2 separate regions of the Anas platyrhynchos genome follow, and region 1 is linked to region 2. Evidence: chromatin contacts called from public Hi-C data. All regions are on one chromosome and are shown on one strand. Each heading gives the region's core, a stretch centred on a gene start, on an enhancer-like site or on the middle of the called end of the contact. The rest is flanking DNA. Distances are from core to core; before and after follow the strand shown. Region 1 holds the start of CIDEA (cell death inducing DFFA like effector a). Region 2 holds the start of SPIRE1 (spire type actin nucleation factor 1).

Region 1 (2,700 bases), core at 40-2,539, 200 kb before region 2:
CACAAGCAAGTGTAAGATACAGACCCAGTGGAAAACAGGCTGCTTTGAGTCCAATGCCCAGAGAAATACCTGCTGCTGCCCATTTCCCATTCTCCTTGACTTTGTATCAGGGGTGTATCACGGAACTGTGACAAAACTACAAGTAGTAGGGGATAGAAAAAGAAGGGGGTAACTTTGCAGAAGGGGGCCCCTCACACCTGCAAGCCCTAAGGAGCCTGAGGAAGAAGAGATCAGCCTGAGCTCAGGTTCATCCAGGGAAGCCTGCTGGTCTGAGCTTTGCTGTGGGGAAGTGGGATTGCTTACTCTGCTAGGTGGGGGGACACAACACAATTTGTCCCAGATTAAAAGGTTTGTTTTCTTTTACAGCCGATAAGGGCCCCAGAGCTGAGGCTTGAGAACATTTATGCAGGGATTGGCTGGGTGCTGATGAAGCCTGGAAAGCAAAGAAATCAGGTGGGTGGCTCCTTTGTGCTCAACAAGATGGACCAGAAAAACAGTCCCATCCATGGGGTGACCCTGGGCGAGGTCCAGGCTCTGTCACCGAGGTGTCCCTGTGGAACCTTCCGGATCCAGCCTCCTGCCATCGGGCAGTGGCACAGAGCTCCCTGCTCACCGGCTGGCCCTAGGTCAGTGGGGCACGGAGCAGCCAGGATCTGCCTTGGTTTCTCTGTGGTCGTGGTTTTAGAGCTGTCAAAATGATCATGTTGTGTCAGAGCTGAAACATACTGTACTTGTGCCTGTGGGCCAGCATGAAAAGGAAAAAATGACATGTTTACCTGCCCCATAAACAGAAATCACTGCTGCCCATACCCTAGGAAGGCTAAATACCTCCAGTGAGGCTACTACATACATTAATCCAAGTTGTAAGCTTATTCCCAGGCTCTAAAATCAGAAGCCAAAGCACTTTAATCTGTTGATTTACTCTTAATGCTTAGAGGCTTCAAATGGGATTGGCTCCTGCTGTTGCTATATTAGCTGTAACTCAGATATACACGGAACAAGCAATCTTTATCTTTCCTTCCCTGGGTAAACAACAAGGAAAAAAAAACTCATTGGGAATAATAATAATAACAACGATAAATCTTCCCTCTGAGGTGCTTCGCCTGGCACCTGTCAGCACAACCCCGCCACCACTCGTCGTGCCAGGGGGGAGCTTGGAGCCAAAGGGGTCTCGGGGCGGGGGAAGAAGGGGGTCCGGGGGTGGCATGGACAAGGATAGGACAAGGACAAGGCTCCTGCAAGGCAGCCCACCTCATGGCCATGCCTCCCCTTGGCCGGGGGCGGGCTGAGGGCCGGCCCAGGGGCAGGCCGGCCGTGGAGGCGGAGCGGCCCCGCTCCCCATTAAGGGCGGTGGCGGCCGGCGCTGCCTGACGGCCGGGGAGGGCCAAGACATGGAGGGGGCGAGGGGCTACGTGGGCTCGGCGGTGCGGTGAGTGCCCCCGCGGCTCCGTTTCCTTTTAATTTATTTTTAAAGAAGCCTGAAAAGTGGAGGTTTGCTTGGCGGGGGAGCTCGGCGCCCTCCCCGCTCGTCCCGGGGTCGGTGGTGGCGTTTGGGGTGTGCTGGGCGGGCGCCGCTCCCCTTCTGCGCCTCAGGGCTGTGGGGTCTTCTCAGGCTGTTGTAACCGGGAAGCCAGGTGGGACACGCAGTGTCCTGGCTGATTTCTGACTTATTTTTGGCTTTGTTATTGCTGCTGTCGCTCGACTGTGAACTCTACCCTAAAAATCCAGCCGTGCCATATTCTGAAGCCGCTTGCGTTGTGCAATGTTGGCTTTCCTGAGGCTGGGGACCATTGCACCACGTTCTTAGACAAACATACAGGGCACATGGCAAGCAAAGATAAAGGGTGAAGTTAGCCTACAGGGCTCGGGGCAGGTTGTTAATCCCTGGTTTCTCCTCCAAAACAAAGAGCTCAGCTGGCCCCCTGCCCTGACACTGCACCAAATGCTTGGGACAGCGTCTGTAGGTCTCTGGGTGCTTGGCGTTACACAGGGCAAGCTGGGTGATGTTGAAGATAATTTCTTCCTCAGTTATAAACACTTTTCTGAGTTCTTGTATTTTCCACTGACATAGGATCCCTTCTCCTGTAGGGAAGAGCGAAGACCTGCACTTCAGCACCATCCCTTTGCTCTGTACCACTCATTCCCTGACTTATTCCCATTACCTTTTAGTATGCAATTATTTTCAGTAGCTCCAATCTAGTAGGGGAATTCCCTGCAAAAAAATAAGTGATATTTCTTTCTGTGAGCCATGAACAAGCCCCTTTGAGTCTCTGGTTTACATATGTGTGAGGGGAAACAAGCAGAACAGGCTTTGGGCAATTGACCCAGAAACGGAAGGGTTCACTTGGCTTTCTGGCTTTTTTTTCTTTTTTTAATACACTGGCTTTTGTTACCTAGTACTTAATATTGTCTGAAACCTCACCATGCTCTAGACTCACTTCTTCACGGGCAGACTTACTTGAAAGATATTGACTAGTCTTACGGAAACATACGTGGAATAGCATTGATGTTAAATAACTACCCGAGACTTGGACTGCTGTGAAGTGGCAGTATGGTTGAACTGATTGAAAGTCCTGGTTTATTAATCTTTTTGTTTCTGACTTCTTTCCTCCAATAGAACTAGGCAACTGTGTAGGATCGTGGTTGTTGAGCTCTGAAGAAAATTTTCTTAGAGCTACAAAAAATGGCTTATAGAGTTGG
Region 2 (2,700 bases), core at 2-2,501:
GCAAGGAAATGGTAACAACAAAAAGAAACACCTACTAAATCACTGCCTTTCCTACAGCTGACGTGAGAGGGGAAGAAGCCTGATCCCACCCCAAAACACTAAAAGCAAAAGCAGCACGCGGGGTGCAATTTGCCCGGCACACAAATCCACTGGCTGGGCAAATGCTTCCCCCGTTAATAAAATGTTAATTTTATTAACATTACCATCACCTATTTTTTAAAAATACGAGAGCACAGCAGCCTGTATTCAGGTGGAAATGGTTACGAGACCCACTGAAGCTGTGGGGGGAAGATGCAGCCCCTCTTCCATTCTGCATTTCTCGCTATTTGGGGGTACTGCTGGCCCCGCGCTGGCTGACCGACAGCACAACACCCACGCACTGACCCCACTGTGCATGCACCAGCCTGAAAAACCCCAAATTTTCTGAATTTCTCCCCAATTTCAGCGATGCTGAATCCAGCTAGCCTGACAGCGGGGAGCACCATGGATGCCTCATCCCCGTGCCGGCTGGGTTTGGGCTGAAGACCCCCTAAACCCCCACACCCAGACAAACCCAGATAACCCCAGACAGACCCTGCACACCCCGCAGCCCCCAGCCGGACCTCCCCGGGCGCGGGTCCCGCGGCCAAAGGCGGCGGAGGGGGGGGCTTTTGGGGGCGCTCTCCCCTTACCCTCTGCGCTGTGGGGCGGCCGCCGGGGCTCGCCCTGCTCCATGCTGACGGCTCCGTCCCTCCAGACGCGGAGGTGCGCGGCTGCCCCCGGTCTGCCCGCGGGGGTCTCCCGGCGGCGGGCGCGGGCCCGCAGCCAGCCGCAGCACTGGTAGCAGACGGCCCACGCCTGCTCCTCGTTGATGGGCTGGTTGTACAGCCGCAGGATCTCCTCCAGCGACAGCGCCTCCGGTTGCCCTCCTCCTCCTCCTCCTGGTTCTCCGTCCTCATCGGTGGCTGTGGCGGCGGCAGCGGGGCGGGAGGCGCCGGGCTGCGGCTCTGCGCCGCGCTCCCCCGGCAGCGCCATGCCCTGCGCGGCTCAGCGCCCAGCGCTGCTGCTGCTCGCACTGCTGCTGCTGCTGCTGCTCCTCCTTGTGCCGCTGCTGCCGCTCCTAGCGCTCATCCTCCCCGCCCCGCCAGTGCCGCCAGGCCGCCGGACAGCCCGGCCCAGCCAGGCGGGCGGGCAGCGGGCGGCCGGGGCGGGAGGAGCGGCCCCGGCGCTGGCGCTGCCGCCGCCGCCGCCGCCGCGGGGGGAACGGCTCCGAGCCGCGCAATGGCCGCCCCGCGCCACGCAGCGCCCCCTGCCGCCCGCCCTCCGGCACCGCAGCGCCCGCACGGCCCCTGCTGCTGCGGGAGGGGGGGGCCCTGCTTGCAATGGCAGGGAGATGGGACTGCCCCCTGCCAAGCGCTGCGCCGAGGGGGTGGTGCAGGAAAGGGCTTTAATTCATCCCTATCCAGCCCTCTACATTACACTAGATGCGATGAGATCGGTGTTGACCGATCCACATGTTTAAGACAACCAAAACCACACATGGATAAGCGTAGGTGAGAGTATCAGCCTCTGACAAAATCACAGAGGGGTATTACAGAGAACAACTTCCACCTCAGCAGCAGGCTAAGGTTGAGTGTCAGAAAGGGGAGAGGTATTACAGAAATAAGCCTCTGCAGTTGTTTTTTCTCTTCCTCCAATCATCCATGACATATTTTAGAGGTTGGACTCGATGATCTTGAGGTCTCTTCCAACCTAGACAATTCTGTGATTCTGTGATATTATTTTCAGGGAAAAGGTACGATGTTAGACAGACTTCATCTAACTCAGCACAGCTATTCACCTAAGAACCCCCATAAATTATCACATTCATAGATTAATAAAATTACCTATACCCGACTGAACTGTTCCTAGGTGCTGAACTTAGAAGCTATTGCTAGCTCCAAGAGAGATGGAAATACAGGAATGTTGTATGTTTCCTTTCCACCGTGGAAATGTAAGTATTAAAGTTGCTTTTATTAAAATAAACTCTCTTTATAAATACAATTATTATCATGTATACAATTCACTTCACACAATACAGTATTCAAAATCCGTGGCACCTATATAAAAATACAATATTAGTTTAATTGCATCATTTGATATGCAGATACATTATTTTGCAGATCCAAAGAGGCATGCATGATTTTGTTTTTCAAAGGACGGAGCGGTATTTACAAGCAAACATGATCCAAACAGCACATGCGGATTCAGGGTACGTAAACACTCGTACACGAACTGCAAGTCGCACCTGGTCACCCCTACAACAGATTATTTCTTCACAGAAAGGAGACCTATGACAAAGAAGAAAATCAAGAATTACTAATATCATAAGCAAGAAAAATAACAGTAACAACGAATATCAATAAGCTACTATTAAAGTTTTCAGTTATACAAGTGCAATTATTTGAAACATGATTAACATACAACAAGCATCCCAAATCTGTCAATACAAACAATATTGTTTTATAGCGCAAGGGCTGTTGTCTTGGAGAAGAACAAAACCACTGACGATCACTTAGCAAGAGCAGAGAAATTAAACGAACTGTATTTCAGGGGAAAGGACAACACACTCCTCAGTATTTGATTTAACCCATCAGCAGTCTATCATCACTGAACTCACCCATTTAACACAAAAGCTCTGCACCCGATGTTCAATTCATTATGTGCATCAAACAACTATTC

What was found. A called contact is a pair of places that touch in the nucleus more often than the background predicts.
Region 1: a Hi-C map of subcutaneous adipose tissue shows a contact between it and region 2, with 3 times the contacts expected there. The contact joins the promoter of CIDEA here to the promoter of SPIRE1 in region 2. A contact is called at or near these places in 2 of 8 Hi-C or Micro-C datasets (F1 follicle and subcutaneous adipose tissue).

What each region holds. Positions count from the first base shown.
Region 1 is chr2:49,038,989-49,041,688 of IASCAAS_PekinDuck_T2T, reverse strand. CIDEA (cell death inducing DFFA like effector a) reads left to right here and starts at 1,289. Exons shown (of 5, transcript XM_005013097.6): 1 at 1,289-1,429. The coding sequence starts at 1,392.
Region 2 is chr2:48,837,916-48,840,615 of IASCAAS_PekinDuck_T2T, reverse strand. SPIRE1 (spire type actin nucleation factor 1) reads right to left here and starts at 1,251. Exons shown (of 17, transcript XM_027452074.3): 1 at 672-1,251. The coding sequence starts at 1,014. It overlaps CEP76 (centrosomal protein 76), which reads right to left. Exons shown (of 12, transcript XM_027452077.3): 12 at 1,974-2,309. The coding sequence ends at 2,171.